Regions from separate parts of the Oryctolagus cuniculus genome. Here region 1 is linked to region 2. Evidence: chromatin contacts called from public Micro-C data. All regions are on one chromosome and are shown on one strand. Each heading gives the region's core, a stretch centred on a gene start, on an enhancer-like site or on the middle of the called end of the contact. The rest is flanking DNA. Distances are from core to core; before and after follow the strand shown. Region 1 holds the start of MPP7 (MAGUK p55 scaffold protein 7). Region 2 overlaps MPP7 (MAGUK p55 scaffold protein 7).

Region 1 (6,725 bases), core at 3,247-5,746, 44 kb after region 2:
CTGGCTGGAGCGATGCAGCGGATGGAAGATAACTCACTCACTCTCTCCATCTCTCCCTCTAACTCTGACCTCCAAATAAATAGAACAGACCTCTAAATTAAAGAAACCTGACTTAAGATGCTTCTGGACCAGCATGAAGTCTTCAGAGAGAAGCTGGCTTGAGGGTGGCTTTGTCACACGTCCAGCTATTCACGACCACCAGCCTTTCCGTGCCCCACCTCGGCCTGGCCACATGGCCAAGAAGCACCTCACTGGAAGACGCAGCCTGCTTCCAATTCCCCCTGGCACGTCGCCAGCACCCTGGAACCAGGCGCACTTCTAAGAAACATTACCAGGACTCTCCTCCCCAGCCTGGTGTCAGGGCTAAGGAAATAAACACGCGCCAACCACCGAATGAGCTCGCCTGGCTTCAGCTCTGATCCAGTGTGCTCTTGGAACACCTCACAAAATGCAGCCATCCCCGAGGGTCCTCCCGCGGCTTGAGCATTGCCGTGTCCGTACTGAAAATGGATGTATATGGCTTTTTATCAAAGCAACAGCTGTTTCCTATTCATTCTGTCACCAGCCTGGCCTGACGGGCTCCTATCAGCAGCCAGAGAGACGAACACTTCCCTTCTCTTTTATTAAGTTAAGCAAGCCGCTTATTAATATGATTACAGTGGGGACAGCACTGTGGCACAGCAGGTTAAGCCACCGCCTGCGATGCCAGTATTCCATATGAGTACCAGGGTCACCGATTTGAGTCCCGGCTGGTGCGCTTCCAATCTAGCTCCCTGCTAATGTGCCTGAGAAAAGAACAGATGATGGCCCAAGTGCTTATCCTCCTGCCACTCACATGGGAGACCCGGATGGAGTTCCAGGCTCCTGGCTTTGGCCTGGCACAAACTCAGTCATTACGTCCATCTGGGGAGTGAACCTATGGATAGAAGATTTCTCTTGCGTTTGTGCCTCTCTCTCTCTGTAACATGCTTTTCAAATAAATAAGTAAATCCTCAAAAAACATATTATAATGAAAAAATATATTTATCAAATGAAAGTTCAAGAAAGTTTTACATGCCTAGAAAAGTAAATTTTCACTTCTGCATCCGTTCCTAGTAGGTATCAAATAATCTCACTATACACCCACTTTGCCACTTGAATCAGTCATCTAAGAAAGCAAAGTGTCCCCAGAGCTCTGTCCCAATGCACCTAAGATTTAACCTACAAGTGCCAGGTGTTGTAACCCAGTAAACATCCCATATCAGAGCCCAGTGTGCAAGGCCCAGCAGCTCCACTTCCAATCCAGCTCCCTAGTAAGACACCAGAGAATGCAGCAGAGGATGGCCGAAGTGCTGTGTCCCTGCCACTCACATGGGATGGAGTTCCTGACTTCTGGCTTCAGCCTGGCCCAGTCGCAGTTGTTGCCATTTGGGGAGGGAACCAGCAGACAGAAGATCTGTCTCAGGGTCGGCGCTGTGGCGTAGTGGGTAAAGCCGCTGCCTGCAGGGCCGGCATCTCATATGGGCGCTGGTTTGAGTCCTGGCTGCTCCACTTCCAATCCAGCTCTCTGCTGTGGCCTGGGAAAGCAGCAGAAGATGGCCCAAGTCCTTGGGCCCCTGCACCTGGATGGGAGACCTGGAAGAAGCTCCTAGCTCCTGGCTTTGGATCAGCGCAGCTCCAGCTGTTGCAGCCAATTGGGGAGTAAACCAGCGGATGGAAGACCTCTCTCTCTCTGCCTCTCTGCTCTCCTTCTCTCTGTGTAACTGACTTTCAAGTAAATAAATAAACCTTTAAAAAAAAATTGTCTCACTCTGTCTTCCCCCACCCCATCACTCTTTCAAATAAATAAATCCTTAAAAATGTAGATTTAAATAAAACACAATCCATTTAAAAATATATAAGAATGCATAATAAAGACAAATAAATCTACATTCTGATCTGGGTTCCTGACCCACAGGGAGAACTAAAGAGCTTTTTAGCAGGGGCTTTTTCTGAAATTACTAACAATTTCCTTTACTTTAAGTTAAGCTACTTGTTCCTTCCACATCATCTCATTTCAGAAAATCCCCTGAAGGGACAAAGGTACTCATGGCAATTCTGAGTGCAGTGATGACAGATATGTTGCAGTATGTCTGCATCTCTGACCATGAGATGTTTATAAGAAAAAGAATCGTCTTGGGGGCCGGTGCTGTGGCATAGCGGGTGAATCCCATATGGGCGCCGGTTCCAGCTGCTCCACTTCCGATCCAGCTCTCTGCTGTGGCCTGGGAAAGCAGTGGAAGACGGCCCAGGTGCTTGGGCCCTTGCACCCATGTGGGAGACCTGGAAGAAGCTCCTGGCTTCAGACTGGCTCAGTCCTGGCTGTTGCAGCCACTTGGGGAGTGAACCAGCAGGAGAAGCTTCCTTCAATCTCTCTCTCTCTTTCAAATAAATAAATAAAATCTTGAAAAAGAGGGGAAAAAAAAACTATCTGAAATCTCCAATTAGCAGCATCCAGTGCACCCTCTAATGGAAGCCAAGTCATGTTGTGATTGATTAATTTTAATGGAGACAGGGGGGGAGGGAGGGGGAGGGAGGGCAAAGAGGGAGAAGAAACAAATCAGAATCCTTGAAAATCAGGGAGCATCTGGGGGCTGTGAGGCAAGAATCCAGGCAAGTACTTCACCAACAGAAACTGGATGACCAGGCTGGAGTCACCAGGAGAAGAACTGTTTCCTTTAACAGACGCGGCAGGATTCTTAATGGAAATGTGTGCTTGGGCGCTGGCAGCTTTAACTTGACAGGAGAGTAAAACGTTAAGGAAAAGGCGACCAAGCATAAATAAGCCAGCAGGGAAATCAAGGCAGAGCTACACCCACAGGCCTGCGGAAGTTATGCCAAAATGTGCGTGCAACACATAACAGACTGCACGGGTTGGGGGCAAACTAGGGACTGCTTCCCCCTCAGTGGAGTTCCCATCCAGTCATCCACAAGGCACGCCCTTGTTCCTATAACTAATCACATTAGTGGGCGGATAACCCAGCAGTACCCTGGAGCTTCCGAAACCTTGACATCACCCCAGCGTGGACGCCAGCTCCACCCTGACCCCCACACACCCTTGAGTTATTCCAATTAGGAAATTATTCTTTCCGCCCTCTACAAACATCGAGACTTCGCACACCAAAGCCAGAAGTCAAAGTGCAGTAGGCTCCATCCGCGTTTACCATACTATTTCAAGTCAATTCAGAAGCCAGACCACGTAAACTTCCCAAAATTTAAAACACAGATTTGCACACAAGAACACTAAGTTGTGTTTGGTTTGGATTCTTTTTGCCTGTGTGGAAAATTACCTTTCTGGTGAAATTCCAAACATCTTAGCAAACTGCGGGTGGGGTGGCGGGGGTGGGGGGAGAGACAAGGGAACAAGCCCTAAGAACCAGGATTTCTTTACTTGCAAATCACCTGGACCCACGTGATCAGACCTGGCTGTAGGAGCTCAGCTGGGCTGTGGGAACCCTGGCCCAGCCCTGGGATTAAAGGCGCTCAGGGGTCAAACAGGGCGGGAATCCGAGGCCTGCGGAGCTGTCAGCTGTGAAATGGGCCTCACCAGGAGCGCACAGCCCTGAGCGTCTCCGGGAGACGCCCTCCAGGGACACGCAGTTCGCGGGACCCAAGTGAACCCGCGTGGACGGCACGCTGTCTCTCCCCGGGGGCCACCGCTGCAGACACCCTGCGCGTGGGGCTTCTCCCTCCGTGAGGCAAACTCGCTGATACTCCACCACGGGCAAAGTATCGCCGCCCGGGTGGCAGGTGTACCTGGGCGCAGGTGTACCCGGGCACACCCGGGGAGGGCCAGGTGTCCCCCGGGGCGGCGCCCACGCCCCGCCCACCCACAGGCGAGCCACGCCACGGGGGTCCACGCCGGGGGAAGCCCCCGGGCCAGCTCGCGGGAAAGGCCGCTTTGAGTTTCTAACCGCAGCGCACGAGTGGAAGACGTCAGCGAGCACCCCGCACGCCGCAGGGCGCCTCAACACGACCCGAGGCGGGGAAGAAATAGGCGCACACACACACCGCACCCGGCTCCCCGGCTCCCCGCTCCCGGCTCCCGGCTCTCCCACCCGCCGGGAGCCCGCGCCCGCGTCCCGCGGAGCCCCGCACCTGCACGCGCGCCACCCCACCCCCACCGCCGCGCAAGGTGCCGGCGCCGGGAGAGGCTCCCGGAGGGCGAGGGGCCCCGCCGCCCCGCTCGGCCCGGCCGCCGCCGACCTTGCAAACCCGGGCGCCGACCCCGCGCCTCGGCTTCGCGCGCCCCCCAAGTACCTGGCTCCCGGCGGGCGGTGGTCTGTGGGGGAGCGCGCTCGCTCCGGCCGCTGCGAGTCCCCGGGTCCCGCAGCTCCGGAGGCGCCGCCAAAGGGAACAATCAGCAGCCCGCGGGCTCGGCGACTCCGCGGCGGGCGCAGACGTTGGAGCCCGGCGGCAGCCCGGCGGCCCCCACCTCCAGCCCGGGGAGGAACCGCCTGGGCCCCCTCCCTCGGGGGGGCGGTGCCGAGGCCGCGGGGGCGTGGCCGCAGCCGCCCGCGGGGGGCGGGAGCCTCGCGGACGCTACGTCAGAGGCGCCTGCTGATAGGCTGCGGCCACGGTGGGCGTCTCAAATTCGCAGACAGCCCCTCCGGTGGAACTCCCTCATTGGCCGGGCGGAGAAAACAAAGCGGAGCCCTGATTGGTGACGGCGGTGAGGCTCCGCCCTCCCAGCCGCAGTCAGCGCTAACTCCGCCCCCCGGCCGCCCGGTTCTCTTCCCGCAGGTTCCCGGGCCTTTGTGGGGTGCGCTGCTTGTCTGGGGGAGCCCAGGACCCCCCAGCTTCGCTCGCCCGCTGGCCGTAGAGCTGCGTGTGAACGCGGAGAATGGCGTTGTTGGAAACGCCGCCCGAGGCTTCGCAGCCTTGCAGGTGTTGTCACCCAGGTGAGATAGGTGACGTGGCTGCTTAGATCCTTAGTGAGCCTGCATCTCTTCGTAATCAGAAAAAAAAAAATTAGAGAAGTATAGAGAATAGTAAAAACAAATAGAAAAATGAGTAAGTATAGAGAACGGTAAAAAAAAATTTGTAAGACATAGAGAATGGTAAAAAAAAAAACTTTTTTTTAATTAAAAAATGTTAAAAATTGGGAGGAGGGTCTCCAGGGGACGGGTTCCTCCTCAGTACAGTAACAGTCAACGTGCTGGACACCTGGGGGCCACCAAAAACCATGAACAGTCAACCCCTTCGGCCCCTTGAAAAGCCCTGCAAATGTGAGCCAAGGAGAGCAAAAGCCTGCAAAGGCCGCGAAAAAAAAACCTGCCAGGAAGAAGTCAAGCTGCAGAAAGAAATTCCGCAGATACAAATCGGGAAGCTCAGCTGAAGCCGGAAATTACAAGGAAGACAAGAAAGTGACAGCCTTTACCAGCCCCTGTGCACCTGGGAGGCAGCAGAGGGTGGCCCAGGTGCTTGGGCCCCTGCCACCCATGGGGGAGACCTGGATGGGATTTCTGGCTCCTGGTCACCCCACGGCCCAGCCCTGGTCATTGTGGGCATCTGGGGGGAGTGAACCAGCAGATATGTGATTCATTCTCCCTCTCCCTTTCTCTCTCTCTGCCTCTCCCTCCTCCCTCTCTCTCCCCTCCTCCCCCACACTGCCTTTCAAATAAATACAAGCATCCAAAAAAAGGGTTTTTTTCTGAATAGTGCTAAGCAGGAGAAATAATGTATTAAAACAAAAACGTGACAACAGACTTTGGAAACCAAACGGCCAGTATCAATGGCCCATAATTACACTCATCTGAGCTCTCCAACCCCACCTGCCCTCACTCTCTCCAGCTGCCTTGGAGTTCTAAGCCAGGCACCTCCCCCAACAACTCTGGGAATTGCATAATAGTGAAGGGGGAAAGAAACAGGCGGTTGACGAAAATCAAGCCTAGGGAAAAGAGAGGAATCTGCGGTTGACATCTACACCAAGTGAGGCTGGGGGCCAGCAGCCGGCCCGGCAGTGACAATGCCTGCCTCCCTTGCCAAAGTGCCCGGCTTCCAGTCCCAGCTCTGACCTCTGGAAAACCAGCCCTGCCTGACTTCCAGACACCCCTGTTAGCTGAGGAGCATCAAAAGCACATTCCGGGGGCAAGTGTTTGGCCCCGTGTGGACACTCACATCCGCTACCTCGGTCCAAGTCCCAGCTCCACTCCCTATCCCAGCTTTCTGCTGGTGCAGGTTCTGGGAGGCAGCAGTGCCGGCCCAAGTCGTTGGGTGCCTGCCACCCACAGCCTGGCTGTTAATGGGCATTTGGGGAGAGAAGAGGATGGGAGCTCTTTGTCTCTCTGCCTCTCAAAAAACAAAGACCACAGAAGCTGAGTCAAAAAACAGGACAAATTTTTTTATTTCCTCTTAATTCCTGAGAATAAAGTAAAGCTCTTTGGAAAAAAAAAATGACCTTAGTACCTAACAATGAACTTAAAAAAAAAAAAAAAAACTCTTAAACAGAAACCTAAACAGTAGCTCAAAAATTTGTATTAGAACAGGAACTCCAGGGGCTGGCTCTGTGGCATAGCAGATGAAGTTGCCACCTGCACTGCCGGCATCCCATGTGGACGCTGGTTCCAGGCCCAGCTGCTTCACTTCCGATCCAACTCTGCTATGGCCTGGGAAGGCAGTAGAAGATGGCCCAAGTCCTTGGGCCCCTGCACCTGGATGGGAGACCCGGAAGAAGCTCCTGGCCCTGGCTCTTGGCTTCAGGTCAG
Region 2 (7,451 bases), core at 3,302-5,801:
CTGACCCCAGACCTAGCTATTGGGCAGATAAAAGTAAATGGGCTGATAAAAGACCTCTCCCCAACCTCAAATAAAAATACAACCTCAAATAAAAATCAATTCCAGTTTGTTAAGCTTCCCAAAAATCAATTCCAGTTTGTTAAATATTGATGTCATAATAATGAACTTATAATTAAGTATTTTCAAAGGCCAGCCTTAAAAAGTTACACTAAGTACAGCACACAATGGCTGTGTCTGCGCATATTTACACGTGTATTTTTGAAGCTATCAACAATGATGAAACACGTGTTCTCAAAGCACCACTCACGTGTAATACGCACAACTCCGTATCAAGTCGGGCTTTTCCCCGTGAGAACCAGTCTCTGCATATTGATCAAGACGTTTAAGCTTCCTGTTTTAACCCACTGCACATAACTGCTAACTGATCATGGTAAACCCAAGCCTCTGTGTTCCTCTCATTGCGTGTACCGGAACCATGCTCTGCACCCCAAAATCCTAACTTCATCTCCCTAGCAAACCCAGCGGTGGCTCGGCAGCCCCCCTGCGATGACACGCGTGGTGACATGCCCTCTGAGCCTGCCTGTCTCTCACGTTGGTGCCTACCCTCGAATTTGCTGCACGACGCCATCCCTGAGCAGGAATGCCATGTCACGTCTCTGTGGACTGGTCCCCTGTGGTTCCCTGCCTGCTTCTGAGAGTGGGTTTAACCCATGGATGCCATCAGAACCCCTGGCACCAGGCGGTGTGCCCAAAACTAGCCACACGGCCAGTACGAGGGTAATCAGAAACGCACATGGAGTTGTCGGTGTGGCACCGCAGGTTAAACTGCTGTCTGCAGTGCTGACATCCCATATGGGCGCTGGTTCATGTCCCAGCTGCTCCACTTCCCATCCAGCTGCCTGCTCATGGCCTGGGAAGGCAGCAGAGAATGACCCAAGTGCTTTGGCCCCAGGTACCTACCTGGGAGACCCAAAAGCTCCTGGCTCCTGGCTTCAGCCTGGCCCAGTCCTGGGTGATGAAGCCATTTGGGGAGTGAACCAGTAGGTGGAAGATTCTGTCTCTCCAATTTTCAAATAAATAAATCTTTAAAATAAGGAAAAAGAAACGCACATGCTCTTTTACAAATCTGTTATCATTTGCTATGCAGCAATTCCTTTCAAAATCAGCAGAGGGCGCCATCATTTTATTTATCAAAAGGAAAAGTAAGTTAACCTTAAGAGAAACATTCCCTCCCTAGCTTTGGAAAAAAAAGTCTGTGAAGGCTCAAAGAATATACACTGCTGATAAATACAGAATTTGGCAATAAAAGTAGACATTTAATATGGACTTAATTCGAGGAGATGACTTTTTTATTTTAAAAAAGAAACCATATGGTAATACGTTATAGTTTTGGAAATGTAATAATTTCTGATCCACTAATTTAATTTGTAGAAATCTACCCTAGGAAATAATCAAACAGGTGTGCAACAGTGCGTTGATCGACTTACATTGAAATGTAACGGAAGAAGCGTTTCTTGTAGTTACCACTGCACCCGCAACATCTGCAGGGAACTAAGGTGTTTTGGCATTGGCACGCCTGCACCACCCACCTGAGGCCCCTCCACATTCCCCAGCACCCTCTATTCAAACTTCAGAGACTTCTCTCGTCTTTGACTTTTAGCCTAGACTTGCTTAAGCCAGTTCCTGGTCTGGTTTTCAGCTTTGCCTCTGCGATTTCAGAAACTAACACTAACTCCACTGCAGACACGACAATGGGCCTGGAGCTTTGCGAGACTTTCCTTTGGGGACATGACTTGCACACTGCTGTTAGCTATCACATAATTATTGGGGACTGGCACTGTGGTGTGGTGGGTAAAGCTGTCGCCTGCAATACCAGCATCCCATACGGGCACCGGTTCGAGTCCTAGCTGCTCTACTTCTGATCCAGCACCCTGCTACTGGCCTGGGAAAACAGTGGAAGGTGGCCAAAGTGCTTGCGTTGTAGGCAGGCATATAGGATAAAATTGGTTACTAGGTTTGTGAGCTGGAAGACCATGCCTTCACCACACCCCCTGTGTGACTTCATGCCCCTACCTGGCCACACCTGTGTGCCCACCTGCCAATCAGTCTAATTAACCACTCCCCTTTGGAAGTGGATTAAAGGCCTGGAACATGGTGGGCCCAGCCCTTCCAGGCTTCCCGGCCTGCATGCTCCTCAACGTGGCTGGCTTCTATGCTCGGTATGAATCCAGATTTCTCTCTCTCTCAGATAGGGCCGACACTCTCCTAGGCATTGCTCTCACTGAATAAAAAGCTTAAAAACTTACCACAATGCCTGGTTTATTTGTGCCAGTATTCAGAATTCTGTTAACATGTGGCAAGAGCCTACATGGCTTATTAATGGAGAATGCCAGATGACAAGCATACCCATCCGGATGTCCTTATCCTAAGATCAATCCCACTTCTGAATTTCAGGCTCTGCAGATGGAGACGGAACTGTGCGGTTCTGTTCCTAGCTTCAGGAGTTCAAGCTGGGCCGTGGCGGCCGAGGTTTCCGACAGAGGCCATCTGAGCTGTCTTCGCTGTAATCAGCGCGAGGTTTCTTCCCTCGCGAAAGGGAGGAGAGGTGGAACCGAATGAGCAGTCAGGATGCCCCCAGCCGCCAGGGAGGAGTCCCCGCTCCACTGCCTCCTGGGAGGCAGCAGTGATGGCCCAAGGACTTGGGCTCCTGCCACCCACATGGGAGACCCGGATGGAGTTTTAGGCTCCTGGCTTCAGCTTGGTTGTTGTAGGTGTTTGGAGAGTGAACTGGGTGGGGGGAGGGTTGGTGGGGGGTACAACGAAGACATCCCCCCCCCCACACACACACACTTTCAAATAAATAAAAATCAAATAAATTTTAAGACTATTTGGGAAAAAAAAAGTTTTTAAGCCAGCAGGAAGACTAGGAATGTCCCAGCTTTCTAACAGGTGTGAAAACCAGGTCTCACTGAAGCCTGGGTTGTACCACGGGAAACTGGCATCTCTCGGTCTCCCATCCAGATTGGCCGCTCTGCAGGCAACCTGCGGGGAAGTCACTGTCCTCTTCAGCAGAAAAAAAAGGCAAGAAACAACCCAGCATCAGAGGGCAACCACATCAACGCTTAAGGAGGAGATCAACAGGCTTAGGGCTCTTTAAAAGTGGAACCTGTTTAAGTGACGTCAACCAGCAAAAGCTTCCCTCCCTCCCCCCCCCCAGGGCTGAAACCCCCAGGCTAGCAGCTGCTGCACTTCCTAGAAAGGAGATCTTCTCATCTGTCTGATCTGCATTTCTTTGAAGATCCGGATGGTTTCTGATTTTCCGTAAAAGATAAGCCCTCCAGGGGAAAGTGACAGCAATGACAGAAGGATTTGTGGCCACAAATGCCCCCCACCCCCCCCACCCCCCAGGTTGCCAGAGTGAGAAGAGGCAGCCAGGAGAGCTCAGGAGATAAGCACAAAAAACTACAAAGATGAGGGAGACCTACAAACCGGGAGGACTTTGATCTCTCAGCACCTGAGACCTGGGGCCAACCTCAAGAAAAGAGAAAGAGAAAAGACAGCACACCTCGATGTCTACACCCAGGAACCCTGCGAAGACCCTGGTGGAGAAACGCTCACAATTCTCCTCCCCACCCCCCACTCCTCCACCACACACACACACCCCCCACCCCCACTCCCCCCCCCACCCCCACCCCCACTCCCCCCACCCCCGGCTGCTGTGAAAATTCACAACAACAAAATCCACTTCCTTAACTTCTCACTGCATGTGACACAGCATGACCCCTGGAGACCTCACATGGGCTATTTCTGCTTTATCCACTCCTCTGTGAATTATCTTCAATTGCACTATAGATATATATCTATACATATAGATAGATACAGATATAAAATCTCCTTGGACTAAGACACTGTGACCGTGTCTCAAAAAGACTCTTTTTTCCTCTCCTGTAAACCGCGGGGGGAACATTTATTCTAAGGCTGCTAATTTCACAAACTAGCTAAAATCGCTGGCAGTGAAATCATAGCTGTGCAAGTCGGGAGCAGCTGGCTAAATGGCAGTGTTGGGTTGCTGGAGCACTAAGCGTTCTCTGTCCTAATCCCTCAAGAACAAATTGGGATGGGAAAGAGGGAAGAAAGGGCCCAAGAAGATAAAAGCTTGTTCAGGAAGGCCATTACGGTAACAAAGGTTCCGGCGAGGGATTGTCTTCTTGCTCTTAAGTAGTAATTTTGCAACAGTACGCCAAATGCAACTAATGAAACTGTACTGACTCATCCTGAGCTAACCGCTTGATCTTATCTTTTTTAGTACCAAGAATTCCAAAATCGGTTCCTTAAATAACAGGCAAAAAAGAGAGACTAATTACTAAAACCTACCCAGCAGATGTATCCAAAATGTAACTAATAAGGATGACACAGATAACTAGAAATCAGGTCTAGCTCAGAACCAAAGCTTGGGCAGAACAAATCTGCTATCTACAAGGTGGGTGCGTCTCACAACCACAAGAATGGCTGAGAGCTGAAACAAGACGAAACTTGCCACCTTACTCACTGCAGCTCAGCACTGGCGGGGAACCAGGCTGCGTGCCCCAACACACACGCACGCACACACACACGCAGGCATGCACGAACACACACAACTTCGAGGAGAACCCATGCAATCCAGAAATCTGCACAAAATGAAGGGGAGAACCTCCTACGGGGCAAACTATGAAACAGCTCTGGATTGTGGCTCTGAGAACAAGTATCGAATAGTGGCAGAGAAGGAAGATTCTAGAAGGAAGCTGTATCAACTAACAAACACGAACTTGTTGTAAAATGGAAACTGGGGATTGCTGCATTTTATCCCTTCTGTGCTCTGAATATTTAAAGATTATTTCTTTACTTAATTATTTCAAAGCAGTGTGATAAAGAGAGGAGAGACAGAGACAAAGGCAGAGGCAGAGAGAGGTCTTCTACCCACTGGTTCATTCCCCAAATAACAGCAACAGCCAGGGCTGGGTCAGGAGCCATGGACTCCATCCAAGTCTCCCACGTGGGTGCAGGAACCAAGTACTTGGGCCATCTGCCGTTGCCCACAAGGCACATTAGCAGGAAGCTGGATTAGGAGCGGGGAGTAGCCAGGACTCAAACCTCGTACTCTGATGTGGGATGCGGGTGTCCCAAGGAGCAGCTAAACCTGCTGCACCACAACTGTCCCTAGCCTCTGGATTATTGTGTCCTCATTGTTCTATATGCCAAGGAACTAAGTTTAAAAAAAATGTATAGAAAAGGGATAAAGACTCTTTTCTTCTTAACTCTACAAGCTTATTATGGAACTATTTTTTCTCTGCCTATTATAACAAAACGCCAATCACAGAGCTCAATGGGACATTTTTCTGGATCCAAGAGAGCACTCGCTCAAGTTTATAGAATGAACACCTGTGTTCTGGGAGTTCTGGGAGACGTTAGCAGTATCCTAAACAGTCTGCATCTTACTTGTTTGGGGACCAGTGAAATCTCACTCTACGGAAATCCACTTTGGGAATCCAGGGATGGAATGCTGAAAATGCTACTTATCGGACAGACACGCCTGCTCCATTTCCCCCAACCTGACAAGCGGGACTGTGCCCAAGTCAGGTCAACAAGACACCAGTGGCACGGTATAAAGAGAAATTCTGGAATGTGGGACAGTGTGGGAAGGAGCACATCCCGATGCCATGGGAGCAACGGGGGTGCAAGTGGCAGGAGAGGAGGGGAAGGTGGACGGAGGGAGTTGAAGCACAGCCAAGGTCAAATGCAGCCACAGGACCGACCTCTGCAGACCCCAAGTAGACAAGGTGAGGGCCAACCCCACACTCCCCCAGCCTTTTGAGTTTCCAGTTAGGTTTGGAATAAAAGTCTATTAAGCATGGCCGGCGCCACGGATCACTAGGCTAATCCTCCGCCTTGTGGCACCGGCACCCCAGGTTCTAGTCCCGGTCGGGGCGCCGGATTCTGTCCCGGTTGCCCTCTTCCAGGCCAGCCCTCTGCTGTGGCCCGGGAGTGCAGTGGAGGATGGCCCAGGTGCTTGGGCCCTGCACCCCATGGGAGACCAGGATAAGTACCTGGCTCTTGCCTTTGGATCAGCGCGGTGCCCCAGCCGCAGCGTGCTGGCGCGGCGGCCATTGGAGGGTGAACCAACGGCAAAGGAAGACCTTTCTCTCTGTCTCTCTCACTGTCCACTCTGCCTATCAAAAAAAAAAAAAAAAAAAAAAAAGTCTATTAGGCCAAAGACCTCAACAGTACGTAGGTAATGTACTCAAGGGCGCGGCAGGTTCAAGGGGAGGTCAGAATGCTCACGGAAAACCAAGTTACAGGTGAGCTTACACTGTTGCAGAGCCTTTGCGACCCGTGCATGCTCATAAGGATGGCTGACAGCAGGAAAAGCAAAAGGTAAGGGGCTCAAATGCCCACCAATCAGGCAACAGTTTACAGAAGAAAGTAAATGAGGGGGCCCGGCTTGTGATGGATGGGACAGAGCCACTGTCTGCAGTGCTGGCATCCCATATGGGCACCGGTTCCAGTCTCAGCTGCTCCACTTCCGATCCAGCTCCCTGCTGATGGCCTGGGAAAGCAGCGGAAGAGGGCCCAAGTGTCTGGGATCCTGCCACCCACGTGGGAGACTCGGATGGAGCTCCTGGCTTCTGTCTGCCTCAGCCCTGGTCCTTGTGGCCACCTGGGAGTGAACCAACTATTAGAAAATCTCTCTCTGGAACTCTTTGAAATAAATAAATCTTAAAAAATAAAATGAATGAACAAATAAAAGTCAAACAGGGTGGGGGGTTTGGGATGTAAAATGAGACTAAATTTTTAGTCTATATTCTTTGTCCTTTTTAAAATTTCATAATGAGTATTCAAATCTTACATAATTAAAACCTGAGGCAAAAAAAAAAAAAAGACTTTTTTTTATTATTGTTTTCTTGTTATCCACTTGGGATACTGACAATCCCGCAGAGGAATGAGATGGAGCCTGTTTCCAATCCAGCACCCTGCTAATGTACCTGGGAGGCAGCAGGTGCTGGCCCACATACTGAGTCCCTGCCACCCCCATGGGAGACCTAGATGTAGTTCCTGGCTTCTGGCCTTGGCCTGGCCCAGCCCCAGCTGTTGCAGGAATGTGGACAGTGAACCAGTAGGTAGAAAATCTCCTCTCTCTCTTTCTCTCCACCTTTGATATAAATCAAAACAAACAAACATGTTTTTAAAATAAAACACTCTTAGGAAGGTTAAATAGCAGGGTGGACGTAGTGGTGCAGCAGGCTAAGCGCCTGGGATTGAGTCCCTGCCATGAGTGTCCCATCAGTTTCTGATCTAGCTTCCTGTTAATTCGCCACTGCCATCTATGTGGGAGACCTGGATGGAGTTCCAGGCTCCTGGTTCAGCTGGGTCCAGCTCTGGCCATTGTAGCCATTTGGGGAGTGAACCAGCAGAGG

The links. Hi-C and Micro-C count contacts between places; a contact is called where the count stands out from the background.
Region 1: a contact with region 2 is called in a Micro-C map of ear pinna, with 2.7 times the contacts expected there. The contact joins the promoter of MPP7 here to the enhancer-like site in region 2. A contact is called at or near these places in 2 of 6 Hi-C or Micro-C datasets (ear pinna and an unstated tissue).

What each region holds. Positions count from the first base shown.
Region 1 is chr13:100,186,929-100,193,653 of mOryCun1.1, forward strand. It overlaps MPP7 (MAGUK p55 scaffold protein 7), which reads right to left and starts at 4,497. Exons shown (of 19, transcript XR_011381720.1): 1 at 4,279-4,497. It overlaps LOC138845074 (a long non-coding RNA gene), which reads left to right and starts at 4,719. Exons shown (of 2, transcript XR_011381800.1): 1 at 4,719-4,919; 2 at 6,502-6,725.
Region 2 is chr13:100,143,015-100,150,465 of mOryCun1.1, forward strand. All of the region lies in intron 1 of MPP7 (MAGUK p55 scaffold protein 7), which reads right to left. Among named protein-coding and RNA genes, the nearest start is that of MPP7, 45 kb to the right of the region's middle. Within about 2 kb of position 4,552, at least 2 of the 8 cell types and tissues checked have an H3K27ac peak or open chromatin away from gene starts, as enhancers often do. A contact at or near this core is called in ear pinna, where this site is marked.